6 separate regions of the Mus musculus genome follow, and regions 1, 2, 3, 4 and 6 are each linked to region 5. A link is a contact called in public Hi-C, HiCAR-type, capture Hi-C and promoter capture Hi-C data. All regions are on one chromosome and are shown on one strand. Each heading gives the region's core, a stretch centred on a gene start, on an enhancer-like site or on the middle of the called end of the contact. The rest is flanking DNA. Distances are from core to core; before and after follow the strand shown. Region 1 holds the start of Commd9 (COMM domain containing 9). Region 2 holds the start of Apip (APAF1 interacting protein). Region 3 holds the start of Prr5l (proline rich 5 like). Region 4 has its middle 56 kb from the start of Pdhx. Region 5 holds the start of Fjx1 (four jointed box 1). Region 6 has its middle 37 kb from the start of Commd9.

Evidence for each region. Promoter capture Hi-C pulls out the DNA fragments that hold promoters and counts their contacts. A called contact is a pair of places that touch in the nucleus more often than the background predicts. HiCAR-type assays count read pairs that join an accessible place to other places. Capture Hi-C pulls out chosen DNA fragments and counts their contacts.
Region 1: a promoter capture Hi-C map of embryonic stem cells shows a contact between it and region 5, with 5 times the contacts expected there. The contact joins the promoter of Commd9 here to the promoter of Fjx1 in region 5. A contact is called at or near these places in 24 of 39 promoter capture datasets (the 3T3-L1 cell line, 3T3-L1-derived adipocytes, the C10 cell line and 14 more), 1 of 15 datasets of contacts at CTCF or cohesin (the NIH/3T3 cell line), 27 of 484 Hi-C or Micro-C datasets (B cells, the C2C12 cell line, CD4 T cells and 19 more), 26 of 115 datasets of contacts at active chromatin or transcription factors (the NIH/3T3 cell line, T-cell acute lymphoblastic leukemia, VIP interneurons and 18 more) and 2 of 9 other capture datasets (macrophages and pancreatic islet).
Region 2: a contact with region 5 is called in a promoter capture Hi-C map of hippocampal neurons, with 6 times the contacts expected there. The contact joins the promoter of Apip here to the promoter of Fjx1 in region 5. A contact is called at or near these places in 14 of 39 promoter capture datasets (the 3T3-L1 cell line, the C10 cell line, the HPC-7 cell line and 9 more), 1 of 15 datasets of contacts at CTCF or cohesin (the NIH/3T3 cell line), 24 of 484 Hi-C or Micro-C datasets (the HPC-7 cell line, the N1E-115 cell line, adipose-derived mesenchymal stem cells and 15 more), 10 of 115 datasets of contacts at active chromatin or transcription factors (T-cell acute lymphoblastic leukemia, astrocytes, embryonic basal ganglia and 7 more) and 1 of 9 other capture datasets (embryonic stem cells).
Region 3: a contact with region 5 is called in a capture Hi-C map of embryonic stem cells, with 4 times the contacts expected there. The contact joins the promoter of Prr5l here to the promoter of Fjx1 in region 5. A contact is called at or near these places in 5 of 39 promoter capture datasets (the 3T3-L1 cell line, hippocampal neurons, pre-B cells and 1 more), 11 of 484 Hi-C or Micro-C datasets (Sertoli cells, differentiating embryonic stem cells, embryonic fibroblasts and 3 more), 12 of 115 datasets of contacts at active chromatin or transcription factors (astrocytes, embryonic basal ganglia, embryonic forebrain and 7 more) and 2 of 9 other capture datasets (embryonic stem cells and pancreatic islet).
Region 4: a Hi-C map of the HPC-7 cell line shows a contact between it and region 5, with 2.7 times the contacts expected there. The contact joins the enhancer-like site here to the promoter of Fjx1 in region 5. A contact is called at or near these places in 4 of 39 promoter capture datasets (the 3T3-L1 cell line, the C10 cell line, hippocampal neurons and 1 more), 1 of 15 datasets of contacts at CTCF or cohesin (the NIH/3T3 cell line), 11 of 484 Hi-C or Micro-C datasets (the HPC-7 cell line, the N1E-115 cell line, cerebellum and 7 more), 5 of 115 datasets of contacts at active chromatin or transcription factors (astrocytes, embryonic forebrain, forebrain and 2 more) and 1 of 9 other capture datasets (embryonic stem cells).
Region 6: a contact with region 5 is called in a HiCAR-type map of kidney, with 5 times the contacts expected there. The contact joins the enhancer-like site here to the promoter of Fjx1 in region 5. A contact is called at or near these places in 10 of 39 promoter capture datasets (the HPC-7 cell line, HPC-7-derived erythroid cells, cranial neural crest and 6 more), 1 of 15 datasets of contacts at CTCF or cohesin (the NIH/3T3 cell line), 23 of 484 Hi-C or Micro-C datasets (B cells, the BV-2 cell line, ECoMG myeloid progenitors and 14 more), 27 of 115 datasets of contacts at active chromatin or transcription factors (CD8 T cells, the NIH/3T3 cell line, T-cell acute lymphoblastic leukemia and 19 more) and 3 of 9 other capture datasets (embryonic stem cells, liver and pancreatic islet).

The regions. Positions count from the first base shown.
Region 1 is chr2:101,883,948-101,887,563 of GRCm38.p6, forward strand. Commd9 (COMM domain containing 9) reads left to right here and starts at 2,315. Exons shown (of 6, transcript NM_029635.3): 1 at 2,315-2,372. The coding sequence starts at 2,322.
Region 2 is chr2:103,072,264-103,075,852 of GRCm38.p6, forward strand. It overlaps Apip (APAF1 interacting protein), which reads left to right and starts at 1,412. Exons shown (of 7, transcript NM_019735.4): 1 at 1,412-1,578. The coding sequence starts at 1,525. Pdhx (pyruvate dehydrogenase complex, component X) reads right to left here and starts at 1,250. Exons shown (of 11, transcript NM_175094.5): 1 at 1,027-1,250. The coding sequence starts at 1,186.
Region 3 is chr2:101,796,441-101,799,984 of GRCm38.p6, forward strand. Prr5l (proline rich 5 like) reads right to left here and starts at 1,267. Exons shown (of 9, transcript NM_175181.5): 1 at 1,032-1,267.
Region 4 is chr2:103,015,562-103,019,158 of GRCm38.p6, forward strand. No RefSeq gene overlaps it. Among named protein-coding and RNA genes, the nearest start is that of Pdhx, 56 kb to the right of the region's middle. Within about 2 kb of position 1,945, at least 18 of the 459 cell types and tissues checked have an H3K27ac peak or open chromatin away from gene starts, as enhancers often do. A contact at or near this core is called in the HPC-7 cell line and uterus, where this site is marked.
Region 5 is chr2:102,450,409-102,453,736 of GRCm38.p6, forward strand. Fjx1 (four jointed box 1) reads right to left here and starts at 1,384. Exons shown (of 1, transcript NM_010218.2): 1 at 1-1,384. The coding sequence starts at 1,180.
Region 6 is chr2:101,921,006-101,924,693 of GRCm38.p6, forward strand. No RefSeq gene overlaps it. Among named protein-coding and RNA genes, the nearest start is that of Commd9, 37 kb to the left of the region's middle. Within about 2 kb of position 2,361, at least 12 of the 459 cell types and tissues checked have an H3K27ac peak or open chromatin away from gene starts, as enhancers often do. A contact at or near this core is called in kidney, where this site is marked.

The DNA.
Region 1 (3,616 bases), core at 1,065-3,564, 570 kb before region 5:
TAGCTGAGCGTAAGCAGCAAGCAAGCAGCAATGTGTGCATTTGGTTTTCTCCCTGCTCCTGACTGTGCCTTTGGTGTGAGCACAGTCTCCAGCTCCTGCCTCAAGGATGGGCTGATATTTGGAACCCTCTCCTCCCGTATTGTTTTCTGTTGGGGTAAAATTATCACAGCGACAGCGATGAAGCTAGAAGGAATGTGCTCTGCTGCACTGACATGTTGATTGCATGTCTTAAGAAATAATTGACATCTGTGATAGTTTGATAACTTAAGTGTATCTATGAAGGAAAATACTCTGTCAAGATGCACTTTTCACTGGAACTAAAATAAATAAATAAATAAACAAACAAAGCAAATTAATCCATTCAAAGTAAACTTTAATTTGGTAGATTTCAGTGTTGGTCAGTCTATAACAAACATGTCTGCCCTTATTCCTACACAGCTGCTCAGCTTCCAAGTTTAGAATTTTTGGAAGCTTTTTACTTGACCTTTTTATCAGGCTGATATCTGGCACGCTTCACATCGTCTCCTGCCAAGTTCTGAGCACTTACAGTTCTCTGACTAATGGTTATAAGTTTGGTTAGCAGCATCTGGAACACTGGTGGTGGAGTCTGAGGTAGCATTTGCAGCAGCTGCTGAAGCTGCTCCCAGACAACAGGATGCATCAGATTGGTCTATACTCTTAGCACATTCCCTGAATCCCTGGTAACTGTTATCCACTGGTAACCCTCCACCAGGCTGGGTTTATTCAAGGAAGAATGACATCTTTAAAGTCAGGTAGCTTGGGAAGCCAGATCCTTCCTTCACAGGTTTCTGTTTCTTTCTTAGTTCTGGAAGCCTGTTCTTGAAGTTGGAGTCACTCCCCATCTTGCAGTTGAAGTAGATACAGTACCCAGCAAAGAGGGCAAGTGCCAGGGGAAATGGCTGCTTTGGCTGTCATCATTGCCCCATCTGGATGTCAGCTTTCCCTAGTAGCTGGCAAACAGTAGTTAGTACCTCATTCTGGAAGCTCACAGCCTGCAGCCACTTTGAATCAAGACATGGAAAGGCTACACCTAAAGACTTATACAATATTTCAAAGCCAGAAAGCCTGGGATGGCTCAGTTGAGTTGTTATGCTTTCAATTTCTCAAGTGCATTGGTTACTGGTGTGTCACTGTGACAGGAACTAGATGGAAACAACTTAGAGGAGGAAGATTTATTCTGGTTCATGGTTTCAGAAGTTGTAGTCCAACATGGCAGAGCAGGGTGGCAATAATGTACAGCCAAGACTTCTTACACAGCAGCAGACAAGACACCATGCAATCAGGCCAGAACCAGAAGCAGCATAACCCCCAAAGGCCTGCCACTAGAGACCTTCACTAGCAAGGTCCCAGATCCTAAGGGTTCTAACATTCAGCAGTCCCACAAAGCTAGGGTCCAAGTGACCACAGGATGAACCTGCAAAACAGATTTCAGACTCAACCCATAGCAAGGTTGTAGTTAAGCCTTTGACCCAGCGACTGCCACTTTCAGACTCTCTGAAGACTGGAGGGTCTGCCTCTGAGGAAGGTGTTGGCAGGTCTTGCTGCATGACCCTCAACACTCAGTTTTAAGGGAAAGAATGCAGACAGAAGAGACCGTGCCGGAGGTGCACAGAGCTAAGATAGTCAATATCTTCACACGCCTTCTTCCTTTCTAACCCCTTTCCTAATCAGCTGCCCTTCAAACCAGACCTCTTCTTGGACCACAGGAAAGTTACTAAGAACCCTAAGTGACTTAGCTTGACTGTCTGGATAAGGCTAGTTACAAAGGCTCCTATCTCTCCACAAACAGAGAAGAAACTATATGCCTTGAAGCGTTGTTTTTTGTTTTTTGTTTTTTTTGTTTTGTTTTGTTTTTAGGGAGTACTGCAGGCATGTGAGCGTGTGTGTGTGTGTGTGTGTGTGTGTGTGTGTGAATTCCAAGAATTCAAATAGGCAAAGCTTCATTTAAATCCAGATGGTGAGTAGGCCGATCTCTTCTGGGCATCTAAGTTGCCAAGGTGTCTGCCAAGTCTGCAGGTGCATTCACCAGATCAGCCAGCCTACCCAGAGGGGCAAAGGCAAAACCAGTTTCCCTGACCTAGGATGTCCAGCCAGTTGTTCCCTGGAAATCATTCTATATCCGAGTTCTCTCAGTATCTCAGCCCTCTGGTCTTTGAGCTTAGTCATACAGGAGGAAGACTTCCTGGTTCTTTGCACGCCGTTCCCGCCAGCCACGGTGAAGAACTACAACTCCCAGCATGTCCTGCGAGGGGTCACGAGGCACGCTCCGCTTGCTCCGGCTGTCACGTGACTCCAGAAAGATGGCGGCCTTGACAGCAGAGCATTTCGTGGCGCTCCAGAGCCTACTGAAGGTATCTTGAAGGGGTGGGGACGCGTGCGGCCACCGTCTTAGGGTCTGGGACTTGGTGCAAAGCAAGAATTGGGAATAAACCGGCCCTGACTTGGAGCATTGTCCCACTCCCACCCTACCCGCCGCGCGTCAGTGCTTCTTTGTGTGACCCTGAGAAAATCGTTCAGCCTTTCTGAGCTTTTAAACAGGAGCAACAAAATTAATCACGCCCAGATATTAAGGTGGAAGTAAAAATCAGATAGTCGATGTAAATACACCCAAGAATTAGTGACCACGAGTGGTTTTATAGATTGGAGCACTTGGGTGACAGTCACCAGTTCCCATTTCATCCCAGTCTTTACGCCTCTCTCAGGGAAATTCTCTCCTTCTTGTCACCCTAGTACTTCTAGGGACGTCATAAAGTTTGAGTTACTCCTTAGAAGGGTGGCTTTGCATTCCCTCTTAGGACTTATTACTAGTGTGCACACACCATGGATGTCTTTGTGTTCTCTTCTGAGGAACATGATTTCTGTTTCTTCTTGTTTTCCTTTCTTCTCTCTTATCCAGTTGAAGATCAGAAATGATCCTCGTGACACTGTCATTATAAGTCACACATATAATGCCCTTTCCGTTATCCATCTTCCTAGTGTGCATTTGCTCAGTCCACTCCTGAGCACTTTGACTTCATTGTTCACAAGCCTATGCCAACAAGAACAAGACCTGGCACCCAGTATGTGCCGAAGAAATAGCTATGAAGGGCTTTAGTATAGTGGAGCTGTGACTAGGATCCAAGAGTTCTCCTTAGCAGCTTTTTCTCTTCCTTGTGGTTGATTTAAGCCATTCCTTTTCCATGCTTGCTTGTCTTGGGACATTTTCTTTTCCTTGGTAAGTTTTGGAAAATAACATATAGCATACTGAAATCATTAGTAATTCCCTTAATGACTACACACTCATGTAGCCAACACCAGACCACAGACTGAGACACCAGTACCCCCAGTGCCTCCCTGGTTACTTACTTCACTTGCCTTCCCAACAGTGCATAGCTTCGGACACCATGTACTATTACTCAGTCTCTGAACTCCACAGAAATGGAACACTTCTTCATATCAGTGTTCACATCTGGCTTCCAGTCATGATTGTAGCAATAGCTCATTTTCACTGCTCTATTGTTTAAATACACTTTATTAAAAGCTAACTATAATATCTCCTGTAGTTGTGGGAAATAATGCAGAGAGATTTTTGTCCCATGTTCCTTAATGGTGACTT
Region 2 (3,589 bases), core at 162-2,661, 620 kb after region 5:
AGTTTCTGCTAAGTGTAGGCAAGTTCAGTTTTAACAAATGAGGACCAGGCAGAGAAAATATTATATACTATACAGTTAAAGACAATATCCAGGAAGTATTTATTAAACATTACTCCAAAAATGACTTAGGTAAATTGTCCCTATTAGCCCCTCTTTAGAAATCTCAGCACACGGATTTTATTGTTTTTCTTTTTCTTTTTTTTTGTTTTGTTTTGTGGCCTCAGACAGCTCAGAAAGTGTGGGCTAGGCCTACTGTACCAGGTGGTGGTAAGAATGATTACTTAAATGTCTAATGGTTTCTAAAACTGTTTTCTGTGCCCCCATCCTAACCCCCAGCCCATATTCATACACGTAAGGAAGAATAATGCCAGGTCTGCCATTTTATATGCTGTATGTTAAATAACGGAAGGACAGTGGGTATATCTCCGAGTTCAATATCACTGCTTAAGAACAATTTTATGTAATAGGCTGTATGAATTTCATGCCACATATTTTACTTGAAACATTCTAGCAATGTCTGTGATTCTGTATTTTCTAAGTTAAGTCTTGTATGCTGCATACATTAAGTGCAGTAAGATTTAAAGTTTTCCAATAGGGACAGGTCCTTTGAATGAATCAGTATGGGTAATAGTGGCTTTGAATGTATGGGCAGCTATATTACATTAGAGAGGAATGGTAAAATTAAAGAAATTTGACATGTGATTGATAAGGGTCTAAAATAGAGGGATTTAAAACAGACCCTCCCTAGGTGACATCGAAATTTCTCAAATTCTAAAGCAAGGTCACAGAGAAGCCATGTAGCCCTGAAGGCAGGCCAAGGACGGAACCATGCTCTCCCAAGTCTGAAGACAGTTCTTTTGCCGCATGCCATAGGCTAAGTCAGCAGGCCCGTTTCTGGGGGAGGTTGAAAGGAACAGGAAGAGTCCGCACTTAACCTCACAAACCGTGTCCCCAATCAAGAAAGCCCCTGACCCAGGCCCCATTGCTCAGCTAAAGAGAGAAGTGGAGCGAGCGCAAGCCACTCACCCTGCAGCAGCTGAGTACTGTGAAACCACCTCCAACTTGCTCCACGGTCGACAGGCCAAGCAGCAGCACCCTGAGCCAGTCCCAGGCTTCGACGGCTGCTAAATCCCAGAAGGTACCGAAGCAGCGGCTGGTTACAGTGAAGCCTCCAGGAGGCCGCCATCTTCCCGGCTTTCTCCGGGAAAGCTCGCAAGTCAACTAGATTGGCGGCCTCAAGGCCCGTCCAGGCCCCGCCTTGCATGGGCTGGCCCCGCCCACAGCGCACGCTCCCCGCCTTGGACTGGAGGACTAGTCCTTCTAACACCGCCTCCAACCTTCACGGGCACGCCCACCGGCCGGTTTGCGCCGCCGCAGATTCTCCAAAGGGACGAGGTCCCCCTCAGACTCCGCCTCTCACTCTTGCTCCGCCCCCAGGCTGCCCGCTCTGTCGCCTAATAGCGTTCTGCCGGCCGCTCAGACTTGGAACGAGCGCGGGACAGATAACGGAGCAGAGTCAGAACCATGTCTGGCTGTCAAGCTCAAGGAGACTGTTGCTCGCGGCCGTGTGGCGCGCAGGTAAGGACGGCGGTCTACAGCAGGCGAGGTGGGGTCACGGGCCGCGGGGTGGGGCTTCGGCCAGGAGCTCTAGGCGGCTAATTCCTAACCCAGTCCGCGAAAGTCAGAGGCCCCTCTGTGCTAGTAGGACTGCTCTACCGGAATTGTCAGGCACCCCAAAGGGCACTCTTTTGGGCAGTTGTCCTTGCCTATCTTACTTGACGTTATGAGGTGGGAGCTCTTGGAAATGATTCTTCTTTAAGGAAAATGGGCCCTGGGGCAACATGGGTTTTCTTTCAGTTAAACAGGACGCAGGCTTATGAAATGCCTTCTAGTGCTAAGAAAATGGTGAACTAGCGAACTAGAAGAATAAACAGCTTCGATACTAACTGATAAGCCCTGCAGAAGACTCAGGGGAAGTCCACAAAATTATATCTTTACTAACCTTTCGTCTAGCCAAGGGGTCTCAATTTAAAATAAAACAGGAAATATTTAATGCAGAGCATCTGAACTATTATTGTCTTGGAATAAGTGGCTTTTCACAAATTCTTTATAAACCTTGAAATTAGGCACGACTGAAAGGGAGATTTTGCATATAGGACACAGGTCCCTGGTGGCCATCCCTATATATGGAGAACGAGGAAAGTAGAAGCAATGTATCAGAATCAAGGTGCATTGATAGCAGACATGTTTGTCATCCCTTATTAGTAAATCTTGGTGACGGTCATCATAGAAATACAGATTTTTTTTTCATACTAAGTGTTGTGCCAGATCAGCAAAATAACCTGTGATTCAAGAGCTGTGATTGAATTTATCAAGACAGAAAATAGCCACATACAAAAAAGAAGCTGAAGATGTTTTTCAAGTATAGAAGGAGAAGTGGGTGGTTTCAGATGGTGATTTGTCAAAGACTTTTGAATACCTAGCATTTTAGATTGGCCCATATTTTGAGGAAACCACAAAGAAAACTCTAGGACCACCATATACCTCAACTAGAGATCTCATTACATGTCTCTAGCCTCTTCTTGCTGTTTGGAGGTATAGACGCAGTGTCAAATTCTGCTTTTTTGAGGGACACTTAGAAAGTCATATTCTGTGTGAAATTTCCTGATTCAAAAATGTTGGCTTGAGTTCTAAGTGTTGTGCAGATCAAATAAACGACTTTGGTCTGTGTTGGGGGGTGGGGGGTCACTATTGCTGTGGTGAAACACCATGACCAAAGAAAGCAACTTGGGGAGGAAAGGGTTTATGTTGCTTCTACTTCTACTTCACTGCTCATCATAGAAGGAAGTCCGGACAGGAGTACAGGCGAGCAGGAACCTGGAGGCAGGAACTGATACAGATGCATAGAGGGGTGCTGCTTACTGGCTTGCTCCCTCTGGCTTGCTCAGCCTGAACTCAGGACCACCAGTTCAGGGTGGCACCACTTACAACGAGCAGAGTCCTCCCTCATCAATCACTGTGAAACTCCTCTATAGGCATGCCTTCAGCCCATCTCATGGAGGCATTTTTTTTCAACCGAAGTTTCTGCCTCTCAGATGACCACAGCTTGTGCCCAGTTGACATAAAACTAGCCAACGTGAACCCCTTACTACTTTTTTTTTTTTTGTTAACGTATATGTATCCTTTAAGACTTAACTATGTGTTACCTGATTGGAAGGCTTCCCCAACAGTGAACAAAACAACCCAGCACAGTCCACAAGATATCAGTTTGAACCGTTTGATATTAGCCTTTTCTTAATGTAAGAAATACGGTCTTAGTGCACCCAGTGTTTATTGAGCAGAGCGCTATGGTATATGGTATATGGTATATGGTATATGGTATATGGTATTGTATAACTTACAAGAACATGTCTCTTGTTCCTTAGAAAACCATGCCTTGGGGGAAAACCCGGGAAGGCTTGCTTGTTTGCTGGCTTTTGATTTTTTTTAATTTTGCCTCATGTATCATGGCGTTCTATTTATAGTGACGAAAGTTCGATTTGGTTCGGTCTGACTCAGTTTGCCCTATGTGTTAGAGATTAGTATTAAG
Region 3 (3,544 bases), core at 17-2,516, 650 kb before region 5:
ACGCAGCGCAGTAATTGAAACCTTGCACACCGCAGGATTGCAGTGGCGTCTATAAATACTCTCCACTTTACTGCTGACAAGCAAAACGCGGGCTTCTGGCACCGCGGAGGAAGAGGCGGCGGTGGCATGTGATCCCCGGCAGGGCGCGGGTAGGAATCGGGGAAACCCCTACTGCCAACAAGGGCAGCACCCCAAAATCTATTCCTGAAGGATCCTTTGTAAGCACACCTAGTCCTTGTCGCTGTCCAGGCACGAACTCTGGGAACCGTAGTCTGGTCTAGAGGTGCGGGTCCCACAGCGCCCCCTGTGCGTAAAAACGCGCAGTGCGCACACGAGGCGCGCAGAGGAAATCCCGGCCCAACGCCCGGCGGGCGCGAAAGTCGAAGCGGAAAGGGGACACCGTGGGCGCCTGGCGCAGAGTCGCAGTGAACTGTCCCGAGCTTCTCACCACCACAGGCTAGGTCTCCCTCGGGCTGTCCCCTGGCTACAGTAGCCTGCCCAGCGCTCCGGGCCAACTGGTCTCCATCTACTACCTCGACTCTCACGCCTCCCTTCAAGAAAGAAGGGGACGGCTGAGAGGATGGGTTTTTCAGGCGAGTAGCCTCCTGAGCACTCATGACTGTAGATCTGCCCCTCTGGCCTTGGGAGGATGGTGCAGATACATTCTTTTTCTGCCTTCTAGCTTACTAGGGTCCCACGCTTGGCAGGATTCCCCCAAAAAGGGTTCACAGCGCTTCCTCTCCCACCGTGACCCACTACACTCAGGGCGGCCTGCCCCTTCCCTTACCCACCTCTTGGTAGTCTACCTCCCCGCCTACAGCATCCGATGCGGAGGTTCCTTAACCACGCGGAGTCTCCCCTCAGTCTCGCTGTCCCCGTGCCCCCACTCCCACCCCCAGATCACGCCAGGCGAGTTATTTTCCGAGCCTGCGAAGTTGCAGAATGATGACTTCAGGCCCTCCAGGGACTTCCCCACTCACCCCCTTGGGGTCCCCGGCGTGAGTCACCCGAGCCGAGCCGCGCACACCCACCGCTCGCCTCCGTCTCGGACTCTGAGCGCTCAGGAAAAAGTTTCCGGTGTTCCAGGGAAAGTTTTCTTGCTGGAGAGAAACTAGCGATTCGGCTGGTTCTCGCCTCGCTCGCTCGCTCGCCCTCCCCAGGTCCTCTCCCAGCTCTGCCCTACGCCGGGTCGCGTCCTGCCCAGGTTTCTCTCCGCCGTAGCTCTCAGAGTCAGGCTGGTGACTGTTTCCCTCCTCTCTCAACTTACGGCCGCCTCCTCTCCTCCTCCCTCTCCTCCTCCCACTTTTCCTGTCCGGTGCACATCGCTGTGGTTTCTCTCCAATGCCCCCGCCTCGCTTCACCCCCATCCCACGCCTCCTCTCCAACAACAAGAGTAGGCGGAAGACCCTGCGCTTAAATTCATTTCAACAATTTCAGGAAATCCAAGGTCGTGGTCCTAAAAAGCAGGGGAGGATGCTGCAAATCAGGGGAACTCTGCACTACCTTTCGAAAAGCCAAGAAGAGTTTGGTCTCCCACTGTTAAACCCGGGATGAGAAACGTCTCCAGGAGTCCAGAGGTGTTCGTGCGACCAGATACAAAAGGACTGGAGTTCTGCGGAACATTTCTGAGGCTGAGAGAGGTTTTGTTGCTGCTTTGGAGCGCGCACGCGCGAATGCGTTTTAAGGAAAGATTTTTCAAACCGATTCCACACTTGTTTGCGTCTCTTCCTTAGCGTTGTAAAACGAATTTAAGGATCTGGGGTTCAATTTTTAGGCGAAGGTTTCACGAACACGACATATCAGAATTGAAACCACAGAAAACCAACCAGTTCGAACATTTTAAAAATGTAAAATAACTTTGGAAATTCCTTGTTGTTGCTCGGTAGGTGCTAAGAATTTGAGCTGGTGGTGGAGTAATCAGGATCCTAGCACGATGGTGTTTAACCTGTTGGTCGAGACCCCTTTGTGTGGGGTGTGTGTGTGTATGTGTCACATATTAGATATCTTGTATATCAGATATACACACAATGCATAACAGAATTACAGTTAAGTGGTAGCAACAAAATAATTTTATGGTTGGGGGCAGGGGGGGGTCACCACAACATGAGGATCTGTATTAAAGAGTCACGGCCTTTGGAATGCTTAGAATCCCTGTAGCACTTTGGAGGTAGAGGAAAGAAGACCAAGAGTTTAGGTCATCGTGCTCTACACAATGAGTTCAATTTTTCATCCTAGGTTATATGAACCCATCTCAAAAAACAAACAAAACAAAACAAAACAAAAACCCTTTTCTTTAACATTTCTCTCTCTCTCTCTCTGTCTCTCTCTCTCTCCCTTTCTTTCTTTCTTTCTTTCTTTCTTTCAAGATTTATTTATTTTATATATGTGAATACACTGTAGCTGTCCTCAGACACCAGAAGGCATCAGATCCCATTACAGATGGTTATGAGCCACCATGTGGTTGCTGGGAATTGAACTTAGGGCCTCTGGAGCAGCAGTCAGTGCTCTTAACCGCTGAGCCATCTCCCATCTCTCCAGCCCACTTTTTCTTTTTTTTTTTTTTTTAATGCAACTGTTGTAGGACTCCCTGCCTAATTTTGCCCTGCGGTTGAGAAGGGACTACTTTTAAAGCGCTGTCCGACCTCATATCAACATGCAAACTTTAAAACCACAGTGACATTTGATGAAAGAAAAGATATATTGCCCTTTTTTGGTTAAGACTAAGCATAATTTGAGCTTGGTCTTGTCAGTGTAACACTATGACACTTGTGTGCTAAGGTGGGGGTGGGGGGTGTAGGTGAACCTTTGAGCCCCTTACCTGTTCAGGAATAGTGGAATAACCAGGACTACAGAAAGCCCTTAAATCTTACCCTAAGAGTCCCTGCTATAGCTGGGGAGGGCACACAGTCTAGCTCGGGGCACAGAAAGCAAGCCTTGGGGAGCCTGGGCAGTGATGAAGAAGTGAAAGCTGGCCTAGCCACCTAGGTGACACAGGCCTTGAAGTCCAGCACTCAGGGAAGCGGATTGCTGCAAGTTCAATGTCAGCCTGCTCTCTACATTTCAAGTTTCAGGACTGCCAAGGCTGCATAGAGAGATCCTGTCTCCGAAGAAAGAGAAGAAGAAAGAGAAAGAAAGAGGAGGAGGAAGCCGAAAACCCTGCAGACAAGGCAGGGTATGTACAGCACCTCCTTCCTAGCTTCCGGGTATCAGCCAATTCCAGAAGAGTTGCCAGGCCTCAGTTTACTCTCTTGAAGTGAGAGTAAAAACAATAGGCATTTGGGGTCATGGATAAGGATGTAAGGAATTCACACTGAGGACTGCACAGAAGCTCACAGGAACTCACAAGACAGAATACTGTCACTGCTGTTATTCCTGCAGTAGGGAAAGGGTAGCCTTAAGCCCAGGCATTTCCCTTGCTAGGGCTCCTCCCCTACAGTTCTTTGTTCAAGGAGACCTACTTTATTCTGTCTGCCTGTAAACACAGCACTTGCAGTAGCCAGAGAATCCCAAGTTCCAGGTCAGCCTAGGCTAGGCAGGGAAATTC
Region 4 (3,597 bases), core at 695-3,194, 570 kb after region 5:
CAACAGGCAGCCACGGAGCAATAGCTGAGTGCTATATCCTGATCTATAGGCAGAGAGACTATGATGCTGAGCCTGGCACAGACTTTTGAAACCTTAAAAGCCATTCCCAGTGACAACAAAGCCACATTTCCTAATCCTAGTTCTATCGAAGAGTTCCACTCCCCGGTGACAAAGCATTCAAATATATTAGCCTGTGGGGCCACTCTTCTTCAAACCATAACAGGTGACACCCACAGTCAAGGGCACAGTGCGAGAAACTAATGCATGCTAGTGGTCAGTTTGCTCTTTTTCATTCAGTTTAAGACCTAGCTTATGAAAGGTTGGGTTAGAGTGGGGTCTTTCCACCTCAGTGAACCAACTACAGAAATGAGGCATATCCACGGAGCTGAGTCCCTCATTGAGACTCCCTTCCCAGATAATTCTAAACCATTTCAAGTTGACAAAATCATCACATCTACAATGGGATAGATCCGCAAACATTTTACCATTATGTCTTACTTCAAATTAATGACATTTCACTTCTCTGCATCACCACCAGTCACTCAGCCTTAAATTTACCCTTAAATTCTTCTGCCTGCTTTACAAATCTCAAGTGTCTTATCTGTCATTTCTCCTTTACAATAAACATGAGGCTAAACTTCAATGGAAGACAGCAAGATGACTGCAGAGTCCAGCTGCTGCATGACTCATTAGTAGAGAAAGTGATGCTGGTTCTGCAAAGCCCTGGAAGGCAACCCTCACTTGGCCTGGTAATCACCCACTAATGCTCTGCCCAATACACACACCATGTGCTCCAGGCCTCCTGCCCTCACCTGTGTCCTGGAGGACTGCTTACTTATTTGGTGGCTATGCATATATCTGGTCTGGGTAAGTCAATGAACTCTGTAATCTGCTATTAGCCCTTGACTAAGATTGGAGGCTAATGTAGTTATTCATATAGAAGACAGGAGCAACTGGGATTGAAACTAAGGTAACTATTTTTGAGTTCTGAACATGGAGCAGAATTCAAAACTAAAATGCTCTTTATTAAATTTATGTTTTAATTACTTTTCCTTCTGGAGACAGAACAGGATGGTACCTACTGTGAGACCCAGATTGGCCTGCAAGTCATGATCCTCTTGCCACCTCTTCCCGAATGCTGCATGCTATTCTGTCTGGATGAGTTTGTTTGCTGTTACTCTCCTCTTGTTGTCCAGGATGGTCTCTAATATGTGCACTCCAGTGATCTTCCCGCATCTGTTCCTCTGCAGCTGGGACCACACACAAGTACCATCGGCTTATCGATATATTTTATTCCTAGAGGCACCAAGCCCTAAATCAATGGTTCTCAAACTGTGGGTCATAGATCCTTTGGGGATCACAATTCAGATATCATGCATATCAGATATTTATATTATGATTCATAACAGTAGCAGGAGTAAAGTTATTAAATAGCAATGAAGTAACTTCATGGTTGGGGGTTGGTCACAACCTAATAAAATGTCGCAGCATTAGGAAGATTAAGAACTACCTCCTTAAATGTTTTACGCTTCAGTTTTATTAAGGCTGTCACTGGGAGTTATATGTAAGTCATGACTCTTGATTTTAGTACTTCACAGATGTATTTTTAATGGAAACAAACCAAAAATCCCTCAGTACCTCATGTGCAATCTAACCAGGACACAGAAAGGAACTACAAAGAAAATACGAGCCAAGTGTACATGTTTTTATTTGTATGTTGTACTTAAACTTTTTATAGGTCTCACTGTACATGAAGTGACATCGCTGAAGAACTTCAGTAGAACGAGCTCAGCCAATGTCCACCTGAGAATGTTGTGTGTAATGTTGTTAAAGCTTTGTACCACATGGATATAGGCTCAATCCCAGATGCAGCTCTTAGAGCTTAGCTCAGTTCATGTAGTCTCTGAGTCTGTACACGTTATCTAAGACTATAAAGGAGGGCTGCTATAAAGCAAGATACACCTCCCACACAGAACTGAAGAGATGATGTAAGATAAGCAGTTGCCACACAGAGGATCTTTCCCCTCCTCCATAGATAAGAATTATTAAGACACAGGATAAGCTTACTGCCAAAAGCCTAGTAATTTTAAACTAGGCTGACACTAGGCAGAAAATACTCCTCCTGATGAGCAAGCATGCAGATTAAATGAATTCTTAGAAAAGGATGTTCCCACAGAGCAGAAGCTAAGGCACTGGGAGGGGTGATCATCTACCAAGCTCTATCCTGTAGCTTCCTGATAAGTAGTATTCTCTGCCAAGCGGACTGAGGGGCCACGGATAGAAAGTAAGTGGGGCCAAGAGGTGGTGGTGCACACCTTTAATCCCAGCACTAGGGAGGCAGAGGTAGGTAGATCTGAGTTTGAGGTCTGCCTGGTCTACAAAGGGAGTTCCTGGATAACCAGGGCTACATACATTGAGACCCTATACAAAGTTTAAGTGTAACATACACATAAAAACTTAACCTTGTGTCCAGTTTATGCTTTATAAAGGCTTGACTAATGTGTATCTCATTTGGCCACAACAGACAAATCTTTAAAGATCTACTTGTCTGTGACAAGAATAACTATGAATCTCATAAAGAAAAAAATTTAAATACATTTAGATGAGAAAATCTTGACTGATCGTCCTAATGTTCTCTCAACTTTTAACAGAAACCTATATTTCCCTTAAACTTATGTCCTTGGTGGTATAGTTTAAATCAAGGAGCATTGACAATACTCACTTTCTCAGAAAGAAAAAGGTGGCTCAGAGTTGGAAAATCAGGGAAGTGACTTCTAATTTGTGAAAATAAACTATATGATCAAAGACACAAACTAACAGTAACTTTCCAAAGTTCATCTGCAAACGACTTTAGCAAATTTCAATTAAGGGTGCTTAAGAAATGGTTCAGTGGTTAGCTGCTCTTGCAAAGGTCCCAAGATCAGTTCTCAGCACTCACATGGCTGCTCACAAGTGCCCGAAACTCCAGTTCCAGGCAATCCAATGGCCTTTTCTGGCCTCTGTGGGCACCAAATATGTTTATCTAAACTATTTTTAATTAAAGAGGCTCCTCATTGTTCTATAACTTAGAAGATAAACTACTTTGTTCCAATTGCCTCCTTCCAAAACCAATGCAGATGCCAGAAAGGCAAATAACCATGCAGAACTATTCAAAATGTCTTTATGAGACGATCACTCTTTTATTTACAAGTTTAGATGTGTCCTGAAACCATGCTACTTGCTGTATCACATATAAGCACCTCACTCCTCTTCAAGTGGCAATAGTGAGCCTCCAGAAACTGTCCTGGAGGGAATTCCACTCATCTTATGGCGCTGTCTCGAAAGCACACGCCTACCTTGCATTCACAACACACATACAGCAGCCTGGCATGGAGGACACACTTCCTTGTCCTTCTTCATTAAAAGCCCTGAGGTAATGGCGATCCAGAGTCAGTCATACTTCAGTTAGTATAAACCCTGCAGCTGTTTCCTGCTGCCCCACATCCTTTGTTGTAACCCACTTGGAATCATGGCCAGATTAATTTTAAAGTCTTTCTGTATTGTTACTCCCTTCTAAAAATCCAGTGCTTCCCATTCATAGCACTTGTTTCAAGTGTA
Region 5 (3,328 bases), core at 134-2,633:
GACTGTAGAGGCGCAGCAACCGGGCCGCCGCGTCCTGACCCCGGTGCAGCTCCAAGACGCGCCTAGCAGTCCGCTCTCGGAATACACACACCGACTGTAGCAGCGGTTCGTTATACTTGTCCCACATGCCGGCTACCCGGTAGCCGTGCACCAAGCCCGCCTCATTGTCCAGAAAGACCAACGCCCCTCCTGGTCCTCGGTGCAGGTTGCTCGTAGCGCGGTGCATAACGCGTGGGTCCCACTGTAAGCTGAAGAGGTTGCTCACAAGCCGGTCAAAGTTGGCCGTCAGGTAATCGAAGAGGATCAGATCGGTCCATTGTACCAAGTCCACCAGCTCCGCCTGGCTGAGGTTGGTCAGCTCGCCCCCGGCGTCGCGCAGGGGCCGCAGACGGCCGTCCTCTGATCGCCAGGGCTCGGGCACCACCACGTCGGTGAGGTTAGGCAGCCAGCGCGTCAGGCTCACCACGCTGCCCTCGGTCCAGTGCGCGGTGCGCAGCTCCTCCTGCACCTGCACCCACTGCGCGCCCCGAGCCTCCACCCGAGCCAGTGCCAGCGGCGGCACGTGGCGCTGGAGGCCCAGCAGGCGCGCAAGGTAGTAGGACAGGGCCTCGCCCTGTATCTGCTCTGGGTTGATGCCGTAGCGTACACAGGCACGGGTGCCGTCGGCAAAGCGGGCTAGGCGGTTGGAACTGCGTCCGCAGCCCCCGCGATCCAGAGCCACCACCCGAGCACCCCGTGCCACCTCCAGCCACGCTGCTGCTTGGGCTTCGGAAAAGCCCCGGGGAACCTGCTCCTCCAGGCCGCGGCTCCAGAAGACGCCCCCGTGCACCGCCCTGCGCTCCTCTGGCCAGGACAGCCCGGAGGGCTCGTGCCGCCCGCGGTCGTCCTGGTGCCTCCTAGGCGGGTTATCCGCGCCGGCCGCCAGGGTGAGCAGCGCCCGGAAAGTTTTCAGGGAGCCGCCGCGGGCGTCCCATACTAGGGGCGGGGGCAGAGGGAATCGCGGCTCGGGCGCGGGGCCGCCACTCTGGATCGGATGCGGAGGGAGTCGATCTTCGGGCGGCCGGGAGGCTGGCAGCTCGGTCCGCGGTGGCAGGAGTCCTCCCCACAGCGTCAGCAGCGAGCTCAAAGCCAGCAGCCAGAGCCCCGCGGCGGCGGCGGCGCCCCGCATCTTCCTCCCCATGCTCCTGCCGGCGCGCCGGTGCCACCGCCGCCGCTTCAAGCCAAGCCCGGGCGCCCGGGTGCGGGCGGCGAGGCGGGCCCGGCTGCTAGCTGGCTCCGGGGCTTCGGGTGCCGGAGCCCCATCGCGGCCGCGGAGCGCTGCGGGGCTCTGGCCAGCGCTCTGCCCCGGCGCTGGGAACTCGCCTCCCCGTGGCTTCCCAGCAGCTTTTGTATTTCGCTGTGAGACCCTCCGGCGGGCGCGATTCACAGGCGCCCGGACCACGTGGGAGCGAGGGGGATCCCCCTCCCCCTCCTCTGCCGCCTCTCCCCGCCCCCCACTCCCCCGCCCCTTCCCTTCCTCTTCCCCTTAAAGCGGCAACCGATCCTTCCAGGAGCGAGAGGTGGCCCCACGTTCTGTCCCGGACTTCGGGGCGGGGAGGAGGCTGAACTGAGGGCGTCCGTGCGGGGGCGTCGGAGCGGGGGCGGGGGCAGAGACCAATTGTAGGGCTTGGGAGTAGCGGCGTGTCCGGTGCTCTTGTTGGGAGTGGGATGATCCCCTTGTACCCTCCTTTGGACTGTGTCTGATCTGAAAACTTCAGACAGCCCCCCACCGCAGTACAGGCAGGGGTCAGGGTGAGTCCTTTTGCTACCTCACTTGGTGTGATTCACGCTGGCTTATGTAAATTCCCCGGAAAGTCTCGAGCCCTAGAGGATGTGACTCCAGCTGGGAGAGGAACCATCTGTAGCCAATGACTTTGAACCCATAACCTCTCTCCAGATGCAAGCTCCCCGGTATGGATCATTGCAGGCTTGAGAGCAATGAGGTTAACTTCTGTGACTTTTCTCAGGGATGCTTGGAATTAAACCTTGCTGTGCAAGTTGGACAGCCAAGTCAGGTCCCCTGGTCGCATGCCACTTGGCTTTCCCATTTTAAAGAAAGTTCAATATGTAGAGATAGGGATATCTAGATAGATATAAACACTTATTGTCAACATTCTCACCTTGTTTTTAAGTTGTCATTTAGTCAGTCACTTTATTCCCAATTATAAATTTCTCCCAAACAAAGGAAAATAAACAATTGTTTTACTAGTTTAGTGTAAAGGAAAAAGGACTAGTGGGAAGTGGGGCAGTGAAGAAAAAAACAAACCAACACATTATAAAAACTGATGCATCTTCCTCCAGACTTTCTTGGATTTAATTTACCAGCAAATCTCTTGGAAACAAACTGAATCTTTCCTTTCCCTTCTTGTATCCCATATTTCAAACTGGAGATTCTTAGTCATAAGATCAGAGCCGTGAGGGGTCCTGAGAGCCAGAGCTGGCACTGCCAGGGAACTGTCCCAGGACAGTACGTATGCTAAGCAGGTTCTCTTCTGACTCCTCCCCGAGTCCTACAGCCAGAGTTTAAAATCGGTTTCTTTCACATTGTGTGTGTGTATGTGTGTGTGTGTGTGTGTGTGTTTCCTTTCCCTATATTCCTCTCCTGGGAACACATGCGAGGTTTCAGCTGGGCTACATCTGCCTGTGCTGTGTATATTTATTCTGGAGTTATAGGGTAGACAATGTAAAATGTTTGTGACAGAGTAGATACATTAACCTTCCAAAACATGGCTGACCCAAGGCATACACCTTCCTGGGTTTCTTTCCCACTGGTACCTTGTGTGCCACCTGAAAGTGTGGGGTCTTTCTTAAATGTGTTCCCAACCACGGGGCTTCTTGTAGTGCTTATCTGATAAAAGGATTACAGTGCCTTCCATATGGATCCAGTACAATATATTAATTCATTAAAAAGTTTTTTTTTCTTGCCTCATGCAAGCTTCCCCCTGTCTTTCCCTAGAGAGCAGGGACTGTCTCTTATCAAATTTTTATTTCATATACCAGCTAATATAGTATATTACATGAAATAAGAACTGGATTCATTGAATTTAATTTTTGTCTTTTGATGTAACTTTTAGGTGTTTTTTTCCCCCTGCATTGAGTTTAGTGTGGGCAAACTGTAAGCAAGATCTCCACCTTGTGGGCATAATCAGAATATCCTCTAATTAGAGAACTACATTTTATAGTGGTGATTAAGTTAAACTCAGAACACTAAATGCCACCGTGGGCCAAGTTATGTCCCGAGGGCAGCGGGGCAATTCACAGTGCTTGGTGACTCTGTGGTTTTGGCTCT
Region 6 (3,688 bases), core at 1,111-3,610, 530 kb before region 5:
TTGAGGTGATATTTCATTTGGCTGTGTACAGTCATCTATGGACACATAACAGGTTGCCTCAGAACTTAATGACTCAAAAGGAACATATTTATTATCTCATGGTGTACTGGCTGGTTTTGTGTGTCAACTTGATACAAGCTGGAGTTATCACAGAGAAAGGAGCTTCAGTTGAGGGAATGCCTCCATGAGATCCAGCTGTAAGGCATTTTCTCAATTAGTGATTAAGTGGGGAGGGCCCCTTGTGGGTGGTGCCATCTCTGGGCTGGTAGCCTTGGGTTCTATAAGAGAGCAGTCTGAGCAATCCAGGGGAAGCAAGCCAGTAAGTAATGTCCCTCCATGGCCTCAGCATCTATAAGAGAGCAGGCTGAGCAAGCCAGGGGAAGCAAGCCAGTAAAGAACATCCCTCCATGGCCTCTGCATCAGCTCCTGCTTCCTGACCTGCTTGAGTTCCAATCCTGACTTCCTTTGGTGATGAACAGCAGTATGGAAGTGTAAGCTGAATAAACCCTTTCCTCCCCAACTTGATTCTTGGTCGTGATGTTTTGTGCAGGAATAGAAACCCTGACTAAGCCACATGGTAATTGTCAATCAGGAATCCAGATAGTTCAATCAGGACTTCTGTCTCAGGTCTCTCAAAGGCTAAAATCAAGGTGGCAGCCACATCTGAAGACTTTTGGGGAATATTTTCATTCATGTGACACTTAGATTCCATTTCCAACAGTCGTTTACAGGTTACCCACAACTCCTTGCCAGACAGCTCTGTCCTTCAGATATATATAATGCAAGAAGAGAGACAGATAGAGACAGAGAGACACACAGAGAGATAGAGACAGACAGAGAGAGAGAACCAACTAGTCAGAGGGCATTGCCCTTTGACCCAATCATGAAGTGATACCCCATGACTTTTTCTATATTCTACTGATTAGGAGCGAGTCATGAGTCCATCCTACATCCAAAGAGAAGGGCATGCACAGTGCCATGGATATTAGGATCTGGGAAGCACTGGGGTCATGTCAGAATCTACTCCCTGTAGCCTGTTTGGACTGAGGAGACCCCATCTAAAACTGTGCCTCAATCTTTTGGAGATGGCCAAATACTTGCTGGGAATTCTTTATCCTTGGTGGCCCTGCTAGACAGTTCACGACCGTGGCCATAATGGGTTGGAGCATGGTGGGGTGACTGAAGGAAAAGAAATCAGATGGAATGCTCAGAGAAAGACCCAGGTTAATGACTTATTTTAAAAAATGGTCAAGGCATTAATAGGCATATGAAAGTCCACACAACAGGCACATACCCTGTCTTCATGGGGCACGATAGAAAGGAGTATTGCTCTGCACAGAGCAAAAGCAATAGGCAATGGCTAGGAAGACCAGGAGCTAGGAAGGTCAGAAGTCACCATAGTAAAACATTCATCTTAAGGAAGTGAGAAGAGGGAGAAGGTGGCTCCTCTTCAGTGTGGGAGGAGTAGAGGAAGAAGTAAGGCATAGCTGTGGGAAGCCTGGGCGTAAGAGGAAGCGAGCACTTGCTCTACTCGGAATCAGCTTAGCATCCTATAAAGGCAAGCTACTGTAGAGCTAAGAAGAGCTCAGAGTGACCTAACTTGAATCTCATGACCACTACTGAAGCAAGGGCATGGACCAGCCACCTCTGTGTTCCCTACTAGACTAGAGGAGGAGGGTCAGGGAGCCAGGATCAGCTTCATTTAGATCAGTGTAAATGACCAGTGGTAGTGGTACCTTCTATCCGTAGGTTATTCTGTCACAGGACATTTATTCTTGATAGCGGTACCTTCTAACCATGGGATACTTGTTCTCCTAAATGGCCTTTCTGCTTGGTGCACATGTAGGCAATATTCCCTTTGTCTTTTTGTTCTCCCCTCCCCATTCTTTTGGCAATGGTAGGAATTGAACCTAGGTTCTCGAGGGGGTTAGACAAGCACTGTACCACAGAGCTATAGCCCTAAGTGATCTTCTGAGCACACAGAGCACATTCTATCCCCTGGGCCAGTTGCTTGACTATAAACAAGATGCATATCTCCATTTCTATCTTATTTAACCCTGCATAAAGCTACATTTCCAAAAGTTTTCAAATTGACATTTTTCCTTACAATTGATCGTCATCATCATCATCATTATTATTATTATTATTATTATTCAGAATGCAATGGAAGAAGGAGACTGAGTAGCCTTTGACTTCAGCTGAGGCTTTATGGCAGAATACAGAAGATTTCTGGAGTCCCTAATGATTTGTTTGACTTGGTTTGTAACTCCAAATCTCCATCCAAGTTCCCAGAGCAGTGGTCAAATCAACCTTTGAAAGTCTCTCTGTCCGGTGACACATTCAGCAACATCATGTGCTTACCTGGAAATTGGCCCTGGTGGGAGTATTTACACTTCAGAACTTGGCAAATACCACAGTTCACAGCCTCCCCACGCCTGGAGCTCCTGGTTAAACATTTACCTGCCTCCAAGGAGAAGCCTTCTGAAACTGCCTTATTAAATATTATTTTCTTGTCCTTTAAAATTTGCGGCATCTCTGGGTTATTTAGTTTCTCTGCCTGCCTCTCCCACACCGCTACATTTAACATTTTCCCTCCTCAACGAGACTAACAACTCTGCGAACTGGCTGCTATGAATCCCAAAGCCCAGGACAATCCATGTAAGAAAATCTCGGAATTCTACAGTGAATTTCTGTCTTCCCGAAGTTTACAAAAATCCTTTTATTATACCCCAGTTTAGCTCTGGTTAGGATTCATCTTCTATAGCTATGCCTCCGCTCTGGTGTTTCAAGAATGATACATTCTACAGTGTGATCATTCATTTCCCGAGACAAATTCATTTTCAAGGTCACAAAAAAAGTACAAGGAACATGGGAAGGCAAATGGGCAGGGACTAGAGAGCCCACAGGGGTCAGATACCTGGAAGTTGGTGCAGAAGGGCTGAGTCTCTCTTGCAGTTATTATTTTGTGTCTGGTCCCTGACATATTCACCCCAAAAGGCTCAACATTGAACACATTTTCTCCACAATTTTCTAGACCTGTTTGTTAAAGTGCTAATTTCTCACTTTACTGTGTGTCAAGGTCTTCACTGAGGGATCAGTTGTTTCGAGGGTTGTGCATTCTCCTGAAATCCTGACCCCAGGTATCCCAAAGGGTGACTCTGTTTAGAGACAGGTTGCTTATAAAGAGGCAGTGAAGTTAACCAGAAGTCATTATCATGGGTCTCTTTCCACATGACCCTCTGCCTTGTAAGAACAAAAGGATGCTCACAGACACTGTAGGGGGATTGTGTGAAGACAGGGGGAAAGGGGTGGGGTGGAGGGAAGGTTGGCCATCTATATGCTGGGGGGAAGGCCTCGGAGAAACTATTCACACTGACACCCTGAACTCTGATCACCTGCCTGTGGTTCTTCTGTATGGCAATCTTAGAAAACTGAGACAATTATGTTTGGCTGCCTTTACTACAAATTGTTATTTATACATTGGATATAAATTCATGTAAGAAGGAGGACTTGGCTGGGGCTGTGGTTTGCGGTTCGAAGCTTGCTGGCTAGCCTGTGGTGCCATTGGGAGGGGAGGAAACACTTAAAAAGCAAATCCTGTGTCTGGCAAGTTTGCTCAGTGGGTATAGACTCTTGCTACCAAGCCTGAAAACTTCAGTTAGATTCTGGAGATATGTATGGGTGGGAG